3 separate regions of the Sus scrofa genome follow, and all the other regions are linked to region 1. A link is a contact called in public Hi-C and HiChIP or PLAC-seq data. All regions are on one chromosome and are shown on one strand. The core of a region is the stretch at or near the end of the contact, and the rest is flanking DNA. Distances in the headings are between cores, read along the strand shown.

Region 1 (4,305 bases), core at 83-2,582:
AGAGCTTCCAAAGGCACACCTGATCACACTGCTTGCTGGCTTGGTGACGCGGGACATGTGGCCCAAGGTTAAGTCCCGACACCTGGCCCAGCCCTCTCTCAGCCCTTGACGGTGCCCCCCATCTGGGCCTCTCAGGGGCAGCCCCCCTCTCCCCATGCTCTTCAGCAAGCCTCTAGCATGTTCCTAATTCTCCCTCCCTGCCCCCGCCAGTCCCGGGAGCAAAGCACTTCCAAGCCTGACCCCAGGGAAAGAGTTCTGACTGACTGGAGTTTTGACTGGAGTCGTGGTGCTACTGCTGTGCCACTTGGGCAGGTGCTGGAATTCTTTCTTGGCTGCCCCGCAGCATGTGGAGTTTCTGGGCCAGGGAGCAGATGTGAGCCACAGTTATGACCTATACCAAAGCTGTGGCACCTATGGATCCTTAACCCACTGTGCCGGGCAGGGGATCGAACCCGTGTCCCAGCGCTCCAGAAACGCCACTGATCCCGCAGCGGGAACTCCAGTGCTGGGATTCCTCATGCTTCAGTTTCGCCATCTGTCCATCTGGGGGAGTAACCCCCTCGGTGGCCAACGTGAGGACCCCAGGAGCCACTGAAAGAGGTGCAGCACCCTGTGAACAGCAAAACCTCCCTTTTCCACGTGTGTGTAAATATGGCTCCTCCCTGCACTCCTTGGCGCCAAGGCTCGGCTGGGGCTCTCTCTGCCCGTCCCTTGCCTAGGTGACCTCTACAACTCAACTCACCTCTTCTAGGACACCTCGCTGAGCTCCATCCCTCCCCTGCAGGCTGTGTTAGGGGTCTCTCTGTTGAAGGTCACCCCCCCACACACCCCCCACTGGTCTTCCCGCCTGTCCTTCAGGGGCCCCAAGTCCAAGGGGAGCATCAGAGGAGGTCAGAACAGCATGAGGCAGAGATGAGAGATCCATCTGCCCTCCGCGAGGATGGTGCAGGGGCCTGCGCCTGGCCGATTCCCTGTCCCTCATGGGTGGGGTTGAGGGGTGTTCAGCAAAGCTTTGGGAACCCATCCACCTGAGCTGTGACCTCATGGACTAGCTCAACAAGCCTCCTAGGTGCTGACACAGCAGAGAACACTTAACAACATACCATCCGATGCCTACTGTCATTATCCCATTGTACAGATGGGAAAGCAGAGGTGCAGAAAGGATAAGTAGCAATGGAGACAGGATAGGAAGCAGGGCTGTTAGGGTCTAAGGTCCACAGCCCTGAGCACGACACCACACCACTCCACCAGTGGCTTGCGCCCCAGTATGACTTAAGTCTATGTCCTGGCCCCCGCAGGACCTGTGCTGGAGTGAAAGGCATGGGGGTTGGGAGAAACGGAGTGGGCATCCAATTTGTAGAACTCAAGGTCTAAGGCGGTCTCTACCATGCACGGCCTCGGAGATCCGGCTTCCGGATTCCTCAACGTCCCGCAGGGAGCGCCTGGAGTGCCCAGCAGCGAGAGTTAGCAGGTCAGGACGCAGCAAGGCCACGCAGGGAGAGGGTTTGGGAGACGGGGACCCGAGTCAACTCGTCCTGGCGACCCGCACGTTCTCTAGCACCCCCTGCCCCGGGCAGCGGGCAAGAGCCGGACCTGGCGCCCCCGCCGCTCCCCCTCCAGCTCTTGCCACTGCCACTCGGGCGGCGTGATCGGTGCCCGGGACGGGGGCCCGGCCCCGCCCGCAGGCGGGAGGAGAGAGGCGGGAGGAGGGAGCGCGCCCACACCCCGCCCCCGCCCCGGGAGGCAGCCGGCGGAGCCCGCGGCCAGGGCGGCGCAGACCGGCCCAGCCACTCGCCAGGGCTGCGCGCCGGGACGCGCCACCGCCACCGCCGCCGCCGCCGCCGCCGCCGCGTCCGCCCTTCAGCCCCCGCTCCCGGGGCTCGAGAAGGTAACCGCGAGCTGCCCCCCGGGTCGTCGAACCCGAAGTGGGCGTGGACGCCCGCCAGGACTTGGCACCCCTCTAGGCTCTCCGGGCCTGGGCAGGGAAGAGAGGCCAGCCTGCCAAAGGCGCCCGGGGTGCCAACAGGCCTGCCCGGAGCGGCGCGGGGACGCTCCAAATTTTCGGGTTGTTTTGCAATGTCCCAGGCGAGCGGAGGGGGGCAGAGAATTGGGAGGTAAAGCGGCGCGCGGGAGGAGGGGGCGAGCCGAGGGCCGTCTGCGCTCCTTCCTGCCCTGGGAAAGGAAGGGAAGGAACGAGGAGGGGGCTCGGTGTCGTCGGAATGTCGGGCCCCTTGGCGAGGCCGGCGCGGAGAGCGGGAAGTTGGGGGAACCGCTGGGGAGATGGACCAGGCACCCAGCCCCCTCCCCAGCCGCCGCATTCCAGGCCGGAGCGGCGGATGAGGTCATCCCGTCCAGTTCCCCTCCGGCCAAGGCAGACGGCTGCCCCCTTCCCCGCGGAGCGACCCTCCACATTCTAACCCCGTACCTCCCAGAGGGAGTGCTTCCGAGCTAGTCTCTCGGATTTCCAGTCCCGACGGCCCTCGAGCTTGTTCTCGTCTTGCGGAGCCACGGGAGAGTCAAGAGGTTTAAGCCCATTTTCTGGATCGGGACACTGAGGCTCAGAGGGGCCAAGGGACTGGCCGGGACACCACAGCGAGGGGAGGGGGCATGGAGGGACGCGGTGCAGGGACCGGAACCCAGGCCTGGGGGAGACTCAGCCGAAGCCAAGTCAGCCTCGCAGAGTCAGAGGCTGATTTGGCTCCAACTCGAGGTGTTGAGGAAAAAGCATCTCCCCCCGCCTCCCCGTTTCTCCCCTGTGGCCCACGGCGCTCCCTCCCACTCTCCCCCTTGAAGTCCTGAGAACCGGGTCTCTGCTGCCACTGCAGACAGCTTGCTACCCTTTCTGGCCTCCGTGTTCCCATCTCGAAGGGGCTGGACTCGAAGGGCATGAGAAGGCAGCCCCCAGGGAGTGAACCCCTAAAAAGAGGTCAGAGCGGTCCTAACCGAGACACGTCCCTCTGTCCAGCGGTAGGGGTGGTGTTAAAACCCAGCCGGACGCTTGCGGAACGGGGCTCTGGGCAGCGAGTGGCCTCCAGGATGAGAGCTGGTGCTGCTAATCGGTGACCCCTAGGTGAGGGCTAGGGTGCAGCCTCCCCCACGCGGCCACAGCCTGGCCTCTGCCCCCTTCCCCCTCCTCCCTCCGACAGCTGTGGCCTGTTCCAACCACATGTGCCTCCACAGCGACCCCTATGGGCCTCTGGCAGTGCGGTCTCTGCTTCCGCCCCAAACCTTGTCCTTGGGGCCATCAGCGCTATTGAGTAAGCTCCTACCGAGTACCCAGGCCTGACCATCCTCTGGAGGGTAAACATCAGGACTCCTGGGACCCTGAGGCCGCACGGCGGCCACTCGAGCTCAAGTCACAGACACGGACTCTGCAGAGCTGAGTGCCCCGCCTCCCAGACCTGCCCTTCTGAGCTTGGCAGTTGGGCGTCTGCCACTGCCTCCAACAGCTCTTCCCCAAGCCCCTGTGGCCTTCATCTCTCACCCCTACCCCCCATACCCCGCATTGGTGGAACCCTGGCCAGGTTCCCAGCCAAGCCACTTTTTTTGCGCTCTGACCTGGAGCAAGTCAGTTCCCTTTCTGTGCCTCGTTTTTCACATCTGTGAAATGGGTGTTTGTGAGCATTAGCAAGTAGCGTTCCTGGGCTGGGTAGGGGAGATAGGCCATGTTCCGGGACAACCAGAGCCCTGCTTTACTCCAGCGCCTGGGGAGAGGGTGGTGCGGGCGGCACACCTGATCACCAGCAGCACTCTGCCATCAGGGTCACATGCCAAATAGTCTGCCATCAGGGGTCCCCAGGTTCTAGTGTAAGATGTTGGATTTGAACACAGGGCTGCCTCGCTTCGGGATCCAAGAGTTTTATTCCGGCATCTCCCACTCTTACAGTTCCCCTGGGAGAGGACTTGCCTTTGACGCTGTTCTTGCTCTCCACGTGGAAAAACAGACCCCCAGTAGCAGTGCCCTGCCCTCGGCCCCACAACGCTGCAGGTCTCAGGGGTGGGTGGGGTGGAGGTCTTTAGGAGATGCCCAGAGGCATCTGAGGTCATCACAACATTGGGGCAGTAACTGGTCGTCCAAGTCACAGTGGCCACGGGGGTTGGTTGAGGGCCAGAGCCCCTTCTGCAGAAGGAGGGGCTGCTTCTAGAAACAGCTGATGGGGGCCGGGGAGAGGTAGCTGTGGCCACATGACAGACACAATGTCCGTCCCCCCCACCCCATGGCATTTCAGAAGGATACCTCCCCACTTCTCAACTCCCCCCCCCATTCAGTCCTCTTCTCTGCAGAGCAGGGAAACCTGGCCCGTG
Region 2 (4,714 bases), core at 546-3,045, 40 kb after region 1:
AACCTCCATATGCCGCGGGTGCAGCCCTAGAAAAGACAAAAAGACAAAAACAAACAAACAAAAAAACCCCGAAGAGCCCAATTTCTGAGTTTCCTGTTTGCTCTCTTGGTCTTTCCTTCAACCATCCTCGCCTTCAACCCCCTTCTCAAGTTCCTCCTTCCAAACCTTGTACCCTGAGCCCCAGTCTGGGCCAGGCCTTACCTGCATAGCCACTTTTCTGACTCGTCACCAACCCTGCTCTTCAGGACTCAATGAGGCAAGCCTAGAGCTGTCATCAAATGTATGACCTGGCTCCCCCGCTCCCCGTTTGCTGTGCAACAGTGGGCACATTCCTGCATCCCTCTGCCGGTAAAGCTTATGAATAATAGTTTCAACTCATTCATGCATTCAATGCATGATTTTTTTTTTTTTTTTTTTTTGGCCGCACCCATGGCATGCTGTAGTTCCTGGGCCAGGGAGCCAACCTGCGCCACAGCTGCAACCGGAGCCAAAACAGTGACAACCCCGAATCCTTAACCCACTGAGCCGCCAGGAAACACCTCAATGCGTGTTGATTGAACACTTATGTGCCAGTTATTCTTTCAAGCCTTGAGGATACATCGATGAACCAAATAGATGAAATTCCTCGTCCTCACAGAGCTTACCTTCCAGTGGGGGCAAGAGACAAAAGACACGATGAAGAAAAGAAGTAATCAGTGGAGACAGGTGCTAAGGAGAAAAGTTCAGCCGAGACAGTGAGTGGGGAGCCTGTGTTGGGGGGATTCACTTAGCAAACACTGGTTCACTGAATTCTAACAAGAATGATTCAGATGGGAAGTCTTGAGATCCAAGGAGGCTAAGTGACTTGTCCTAGGGCAGTTTGGAAAGCAGCGAGGTCAGAATTTGAACCCTGGTCAAATCTCTGCTCTCTTTAAAACGTGACCCTGGACAGACTGCATGTGCCCCTAAATCAGTGCGGTAAATGTATTATTTCTGTAACAATTCATGTCACAGTAATAAAAGAAACAAACGAAAAGAGCTCTAAGTACATATTATGTTACAGCTTTTATTGAGGAATGCAATAAACATACATATCACTTTCCTGTATAATTTTAATGGTTTGTGGGGGAGAGTTGAGAAAAGCATCTCGGTTTGCTGAATAGTTGAGTTTAGGGGAAAAACTGACCCAAGCACATGCCTCTCAAACTCCCTGATGAGGTCACCTCGGTTCTGCAAGGTGAATCGAGGTCGCTTGCGAAGGCAACGGCTGAGCAGAACCGGATTCGCCAGATTCCCTTTAACCCTCCAGGAGACAGGGAGGCTCCCGAGCACACCACGGGTCAGTTCCCCGGAAGGCCGCCAGGGGGCGACAGAAGGAAACGGACCCAGGTGAGCTCGTGACGTGCCCCGGGGCCTGGAAACTGCGGGGTGCATGAAATGATCTCAGAATGAATGCAGGAGATAGCACGGGGTTCGGGCTTTGCCACTTGTGTGACCTCAAACGATCCGGTTCATTGGTTTGTTGTGAGGAGTAAATAGAAAAATGTGTAAAAGTTCTCAAAGGAGTTCCCTGGTGGCTTAGCCGGCTAAGGATCCCCTGTTGTCACTGCTGTGGCGCAGGTTCAATACCTAGCCTGGGAATTTCCACATGCTTTGGACGCAGCCAAGGGGGAAAAAAAAAGTGCTTAAAACGATGCTTGGACAACTGTAAACACTCAATAAACTTTAACGGCCCAAGTAAGTCGTTGCCCTTTTAAGGCCCCGCCATGTTTACATCTAAGCGGAAATACCCGCTCAGGATTCCGGAAGTGACCTAAGAGCCCCTCAAAAAGATGGCGGTGGAACGTTCGGCCGGAAGCGGTCACAAGCGTTTTCGTGACGCGAAACGAATTAGAGCGTCCCGCGGGGTTTCCATGGTGCAGCTCTCAGCCCCGAGTCCTTCTGCTTCCTCTCCGGCCTGAGCGCTGTGGACGAGGAGGCCGGCAACCCGTTCCTCCCCCCGCAGTCGCCGCTTAGGGGAGGGGTTGGGCGAGCAAGTGACGCTCTAGGCGAGTAGTTCTCGTCTCTATGGTGCTGAATGCTCTCACGCTCCGCTCTCGCGCGTTGGGACGGACGTTGCCCCTTTAATCGGCCGAGGGCGGTGCCGAGGAGGTCCCGCGAGAGCGGCGGGGGGCGGGGGGCGGTGCCGAGGCTGGGGGCCCGTGGCGGATGGAGCCCGCGATGGAGCCGGAGACTCTGGAGGCGCGAATCAGTGAGTGTCCGGGAGGGGCGCGGGCCGGACCGGAACCGGAACCAGGGGCACTAGGCGGGCCCCTTCCCGACGGAGGCGGGGTACGGGGCGCCCCCTCCTCACGCCCCGCCCCCGGCCCGGGGAGGGACGGTGTCCCAAGCCGGTACCTCAGACTCTGGGTTGAATAGAGACCCCAGCAGGTGCGCGGACTGGCGACGCGAGCGGGCGCCGCCTACCCTTCCGATCCGAGGGCAGCGACCCCCAGGGAGGAGTGAGCTGCGCCCCTCTCTGTGCCCAGAACCTCCGGGATGGAGAAAGCAGCCTCCAACCCCCTCGGGCCCAGACTTCAACGCGGAACGGACGCCCTAGTCTTTCCAAGGAGCCCGGGATGGTAGCAAGCGAGCAGCCCCTGGGGCTGAACCTCAGACCCAAGAGGGAGGGATCCTGCTCCCCTGGAACCCCGAATCCTCCGCTTTCTGACGCTGCATGCGTGACTCGCTCCTATCCATTCCTTGAGCTTGCATCTCCGCTCAGATTTGCTCGTTCCCCCACCCAGGAAGGGAGGGTCCACTAACCCATGAGAGCCCCCGAGTTCTGGCCACATAGTGAGAAACCCCTAAACCCTACAGGTTTGAGTCCGGTCTCAGACTCCAGAAGTAATTTCAAGGTCTCTATCCCTGCCCTCAACCCAGCCCCTTGGCTTCTGCACCCTCACCAGACTCCTTTCCCAGCCCTCTCCTGGCTTCCTCCAAATGCCTCTGCATCCCCTCCTGTGTCTCTTCCTAATACCTGGCTTTCAGAGTATCAGCCGCTACACGGTCCACCTGACCTCCCTATCCCACACTACAGAAGCTTTTCAGCTCTCACAACCCCTCAAAGCATGGCTTGCTTCTCCCCGGGCTGGTGACAGCTCCCTCTCAAGTCTTTCTTCCTGTTGGGCCCACATCTGCCACAGGACCTCGGGGCAGCCTCTGCTCAGGTCTACCTTCAGTTCAGCCTCCTGGCCTCAGGCACACCAGGGAGCTGCCCAGGGTGTTGGGGGGCTATGATCAGCCCCTTTGAAGCCAGTCTTGTGCAGAGTTGAGTTCTGAGGTTGGTCCCAGAATCACACTGTCTCCAGCGGAGGGGGAGGGCCTGGAAAGGAAGCACTCAGCGGCCATCGAGACTGTTCTGGAACGCCACAAGTGTCCAGGTCACAGCAATAACTGGGGGGGATGGGCAGGGCCCTGGTTGATAGATCTGACCGCCGCAGGCCTTGGGCTGTGGCTGATACAAAACCAGTGTCAGGTTGAGCAGCAGTGGGGATTTTCTGCAGGGTCAGAGGATCTGATCTGAGGAACAGACAGGAGTCAGGGCACACAGGTTTGGCAGGAGGCTGGACTCCAGTTGGGGCTGAGATTGTTTTCTTTTTCATCCCCTCACAAAATTATAAGTTCTCCCCTCACAGTGGCTGGAGGTAAAAAGTAGCTTCTGGTGGGTCAGTGATGATGTTCCCGTCACTGTAGGGTGACAGAGCAGAGTCACACGCCCTGTTGTGAAACACCCCTTCCCTCCCTGGGTGCTCTCCCCTGCTGCCTGCTGGGGAGGGTGCTCTCCCCCCCCCCGCCCCGGCCAGGCAGAGGTAAGGGGGCTGGGAGTTGGGGGCCAGGGCCAGAGAAATTATTCAGAGCACCTTGGACCCAGAGGCCCTCGCTCTGAACCAGATGCAGAGATGATGTCTTATGATGCCATTACTTCTTCCTCCCTGGCTTGTGACTCAGAAGCAGGCTCGAGAACCAGCTTCTCTGTCCTCACTCAGACTCATGCGTCTCTGACACTTTACAGGACTTCCTGATTCAGGGTCCCCAGCTGGATGTCATTGGGTAGGCAATAGCCAGCCCTAGTCTATCTTTCTCACTGCAGGCTGGTGTTCCCCCGCCTCTGACGGTGTTGGGGGGCTGGGTGGCAGAGTAGCTGGAGGGGCCTATTCCTGGTGGTCAGCAGGGGCTTCATTTCTCCCGGGACTGGAGAACTCTGCAGGGCTCCTGGGAAGGATTTGTATGCAGAGAGAAAGTGCCTCATTCAGAACTCCGCTCAGCTGTACCTCTGAGAGCCCGTGCCCCGAACACACACTCTCTGTACCTTCTCCCTGCTCTGCTTGTCGTTCTTTCTTCCTTCCTCCCTCCCTCCCTTCTTTCTTCTCTTTCTCTGTTTCTTTCTTGCCTGCTTGCTTGCTATGTTTTTCTTCATAGCACTCTGCAACAATACACAGTATCCTGTGATCGTTTATCCTGAGTAGTCAGCGTTTCTCTTGCTGGGCCATGAGCTGCAGGAGGGTAGGGATTTTGTCCTGTTCACTGCCCTGGCCTCACACTCAGAATATTTGTTGAATAAATAGCAGTTGAATGATTGGCCGCCAGGCACTGGGATCCTAGGGCTCCAGGCCTCCCGCCACAGCACAGGGCCCCACACAGGCAGGCACCACATGCAGAGTCCCCAGCCTCCTCCAGTCCACAGATCCTTCTG
Region 3 (4,586 bases), core at 612-3,111, 37 kb before region 1:
GAGCAAACCCTTTCGGTTCTCTCTGTGCCTCAGTCTCCCCATCTGTTCATCGGGGATAACGGGAGAGCCTCCCTGACAGGGACAGGGTAAGGAATTCTCTGCAGGGGCGTCCGAGACTCTGGCACCCACTGGGGACCCACTTACCAAGGATCATGGAGCAGCGCTGGGCAGGCTCTTGGCCCGTGAGCAGCGTGAAGTGCTCGGGGTAGTAGAACTCCAGGGCTTCCAGGAAGGCCTCGTAGCCCCTCTTCCCTCGGCAGCGCAAAATGTCCATTAGGCGCCCTGGGGAGGGGGGGGTTGTCCCCAAAGGTTAAGATGAGGGCTCCCCCCAATGCCTAGCTTTCTTCCCTCTCCATCCCCCAATATTCCAGGGCCCACGTTGCCCAGATTTTTTTGAACCAGTGACACATACAGGGGCCTGTCTCAACACATCAGGGGAGAGCCCTCTGCCACAGCCAGGAGAGTCAGGCAGGACCCACCCCAGCCCCAGTGGCACCTGTGCTTCAACAACTCCTGCAGCCCCCGCCCCATGCACACAAAGATACAGGGCCAGCAAAGAGCCCAGCTCTTCAACAGCAGCCCCACCTACAAACACAAAGTCGAATACTTCCCTCGCTGGCCAATGCCTGAAATTCCACCATTAGACCCTCATTCCTTTGCCAGCTCTGGTTTAAAGGCAGAACCTCTGGAAGAGGACACCCTCAAAAGGCCGACATGAGTTTTGAGCCCTTGAAGAAAAATAACTCTCCAAGGAGTGTCTGGCGCACAGAAGGTGTGGGGGGGGGGCTTAGAGAGAACACGAGAGATCAAAGGACACAGGATAGATGCCAAGTCCACCAGCTGTGACCGCGAGGTCCCAAGCCCAGCCTGCACTGGCAACTACAGCCAACCCGTTGCTCTAAGGTGGGCCCAGGAAGTGGCAGAAAACTCCAGACGTGGTGCGGGCACCGCGGACACGCTGGGTCATAACGGTGGTTCTGGAGCTAGGATAGTGGGCACACCAACCCCCTCACCCGGCCGGTCCGCTCTGAACAAGGCCCCAGGGAAGGTGGGGCCCCGCCCGCTCAGGCCCGACCCCGCGCGCCCTGCACGGCTCACCGGTGCGGTTGACGCGGCACGGGAAGCGGTAGGTGCTCAGCACCTCTTCCTCGTCTTGCTCGTCGATGACCCGGCATTGGCGCAGATACGGCGTGAGCTTGGCCGGGTTGAGGGCGCGCGTCAGCCGGTGCCGGACGCCCTCGATCCGCTCCCACAGCGCGTCCTCCTCCGCCTCGGACCCTGAGCCGCCCCCGGCCTCCTCTTCGGTCTCCCCCGCCTCGGCCCCTCCTGGCATGGCCGCGTCCTCGGGGTCTGCGGGCCAGAGGCGCGCGGGGGTCAGCGCCGGCGCCCGGGGCGGGGTGCGCGGGCCGATCACAGCTCCGGGCGTCGCCTGCAGGACGAGCTGCCCGGCGCCGCCGGACCCCCCCTCCTGCGCCCCGTCCGCCGGGGCGGCTGCCCGGCCCCCCGCAGCCCCGGGACTCACCCCGCACTCCGCCGCCGCCTCGAACTCCCGGGTCGGCGCTCGGGCGGCGGCTCCGCCGGCGCAGCGGGGCGGGGTCCGCGGCGCCCCCAGCCCCGCCCCCGGCCCCGTGGCCGCCGGGACTGCCCGGGCCTCCGGACATCGCCGCCCCGGCCGGGCCAGCGTCCGGCCGCACAGCCACCCGCTCGTCCGCCCGCACGCCAGGCTCCCCGCCGTCCGGCCGCCGCGCGCCTCCCCCTGCTTCCTGTTTCCCGCCGGCTCTCCCTGCCGGGACTCGGCGGGGTCCAAGCGGCCCGCCCACACCTGCCCGGCCTCGGGACGGGGCGGAGCTGCGGGGCCACGCACGCTCACAGCCTCCCGCGCGCCGCCGCACACCTTTTCCCGCTCGCGCACGCGCGCGCGCACCGGGCACGCGGCATTGGCCCCCGAGCCCCCAGCGCGCACTCGGTGTCTGGCCGGCCGCTGGCACATGGCACCTGGCACCGACCTTGGCCTGCAGCTGGCAGGCGGCCACAAGGCGCACACGAAACATCAGCACGGGCGCGGCACACTGATCACACTGGCACACAGTATCACACCAGGCAGCACACACGTCGCACCGGCACACGCATCACACCAGCACACGGTACTCATTGTTCAGAGGTCCCACACAACCTACACAGCACACCAACCCTGTGCAGGTGCCGCACACCCGATCACAATCCTACCTGCTAGGTCTCTCAGGAAGTGACCATGCAGTGTGGGGCAGGGCTCCCACGCTTTCGAGAACAATCCCCAGGGACCAGAGCCCTTCTAGGGCCCAGCCGAGCTGTGGGCCTATTGAGGCCCTTGATGTGAGAGCACTGCCTGGGAGCAGGAGATCTTGATCCCAGAGGGCCTCTGACCTGCTCCAGACCTGGGGTGGGGGGGGGCGCTTGCCCTCTCTGCCTCAGTGTCCCCATATGGGCTACCAGCTCTGGCCCCTTTCCCAAAGCTAAAGAGCAGCCGCCGGCTGGGCAGAAAAAGACAGAGGTTATGGCTGCCTTCTCCGAGATGAGAGTCTGATCTCTCAGGGCACCACCGCCAGCTCCCCTCCTGTATAAAGTCTCATTTTAGAACATGAAGACCAGGAACCCGTGTTCCAAAGGTTGTTCCTCTAAACACTGGACCCAGAAATGCCTGGGAGTGGTTCTGTGGTCCAAGTGTGAGAAATGCTGCATCCATGCTCCACCCTCCCGCCTTGGGAAACTTGTGGTCACTGACCACTATAAAACGGACACCCATATCTGCTGGCACATATGATACCATCTCTCCATGCAGTAGAAACTGCCAGTGGGGCCCTGCTGCAAGTGAAGAGCAGAGGGGCAGAGCCGGCACAGGAAAGAGGGAGGTGTGAGCTCCCCAAGCTCCTTCTGCACCGTCTGAATTACATGCCATGTGCATTCGTGTTACGTATCCAAAGAAAGAAAAGTTTTCAACCAAGGAAGTCCCTGAAAAGCCCTGCAGTAGAGAAGCTGGTTTAATTTTATATATCGTAGTGCCCTTTCCCAAACTGAATTAACCATTTCTTGTGTGTTTGTTTTGCTTTGGAGATCATCTGTTTACATCAGGGGGAAATGCTTTGGAAGTACTGAATTCTGGTGCAAATTCCTCAGTTCACAGAGGGGGAACCAGAGGCCCAATAGGGCAAGGAACTTGCCCTAATTTGCACAACGAGGAAGCAGTGGGACCAGGCCAGGGCCCAGCCCCTGGCCCATCTTTCTCCTCACCCAGACTCTGAGCCCGGGCACATGGCAGGCCTACCTCCCAACAGCCCCGGTTGCCCTTGGCCTCCTGTGCTCCTCCCACCAGCAGATCTATTCATTGTGAATACTTTGAACTTGGCCAGGAGAATGAGATGAAGGCCACAGAAAATGCTCCTGTGGTTAATTATTTTCTCATCGAGAAGCCAAAGCTGGGCCTGGAGATAAGGCACAGACAGCAAGCGGCCGGCAGTAAGTAGACAGAGAAGTCTCACTGGGGGGCAGGCTCACCTAGTCACATGCAGTTACACACACACACACACACTCGCCCACAGTGGGCATCCAGCCAGGTGGGAGACAAGTGGGGATACACCCACCTCCCCGCAAAGCAGAGCCCCTGGTTCATCTCCTGTCCCTGGGCATCCTGTCACCCAGAGCAAACACGTGCAATAAAGCATCACCTGCACGAGTGTCCTTTTGCGGGTTCTGCTGCATTCATCCTCTCTCTACAGTCATGCCAGGCAGGCAGGAACTGCAGCAGGGAGAGAGGGGCTAGACCTCAGGGGCCCCGGGTCTTCACCCAGGCTCACTGGCACGAATGCTCTTCTTCTAAGCCTCAATTTCCTTGTCTGCAAAAGGCAGGGGGTGAGTCATTCCAGCCACACCTGGAGGAAGACTGTCTAGGAGTAGAGAAAGTGCCTTAGGGCCTGCATTTGACTTTACTTGGGTCTCTGGACACATTCCTTCCCCTCTGGATTTCCACATCTGTAAAATGGGTGTAATGATTCCCTTGGGCAGAGACTGCCTCAGAGCTACGGTTCCGTCCTTTGTCAAGTGGTCACTGGGCAGTCAGGCCTCTTCCAGCTTCATAGCAAAGCATGTCCCCGAATCACAAACCAATCCCTGTTTTGTCGCCTGCTCCTGTTCCAAAACAGAAATGTCCTGGTCAGCAGGAGTGGGCTGGGATGTTCCAGAACAGGGCGGATGAAGAGTGGAGGAGGACAGGAGACTGGAGAAGGCATGGGGGCAGGGGAAGGAGTCAGAGCAGAAGGCATCCAGGTCACGGTCAAGGCGTTCCCTTTCATCAGCAGTAATACAACGGGCCCTTGAACAACATGGGTTTGAGCTGCATGGTCCATTTACATGTAGATTTTTTTTCCTATAAATATGTGCCATATGATCCTTGATTGGTCAAATCCAAAGATGCAGGACTTGGGGTACAGAAGGCCGACTGTAAAGTTTTAAGTAGATTTTTTTCAACGGCCCGGGGTTCAGTGCCCCCACCTCCACATCGTTCAAGGGTCAACTGTCCTGGATTATTATTGTCTCCCCAAAACCAGCCTCAG

Evidence for each region. Hi-C and Micro-C count contacts between places; a contact is called where the count stands out from the background. HiChIP or PLAC-seq counts read pairs in DNA pulled down with a chosen protein or histone mark.
Region 2: an H3K27ac HiChIP or PLAC-seq map of skeletal muscle shows a contact between it and region 1. The contact joins the promoter of GGA1 here to the promoter of CDC42EP1 in region 1. A contact is called at or near these places in 2 of 5 promoter capture datasets (both in liver), 10 of 47 Hi-C or Micro-C datasets (alveolar macrophages, embryonic fibroblasts, epiblast stem cells and 5 more) and 1 of 2 datasets of contacts at active chromatin or transcription factors (skeletal muscle).
Region 3: a contact with region 1 is called in a Hi-C map of liver, with 5 times the contacts expected there. The contact joins the promoter of CARD10 here to the promoter of CDC42EP1 in region 1. A contact is called at or near these places in 3 of 47 Hi-C or Micro-C datasets (liver and skeletal muscle) and 1 of 2 datasets of contacts at active chromatin or transcription factors (skeletal muscle).

Annotation. Positions count from the first base shown.
Region 1 is chr5:10,250,457-10,254,761 of Sscrofa11.1, reverse strand. CDC42EP1 (cdc42 effector protein 1) reads left to right here and starts at 1,332. Exons shown (of 3, transcript XM_013997533.2): 1 at 1,332-1,471.
Region 2 is chr5:10,210,911-10,215,624 of Sscrofa11.1, reverse strand. GGA1 (ADP-ribosylation factor-binding protein GGA1) reads left to right here and starts at 1,795. Exons shown (of 19, transcript XM_021091505.1): 1 at 1,795-2,230. The coding sequence starts at 2,188.
Region 3 is chr5:10,287,972-10,292,557 of Sscrofa11.1, reverse strand. CARD10 (caspase recruitment domain-containing protein 10) reads right to left here and starts at 1,861. Exons shown (of 21, transcript XM_021091509.1): 1 at 1,523-1,861; 2 at 1,099-1,350; 3 at 145-282. The coding sequence starts at 1,661.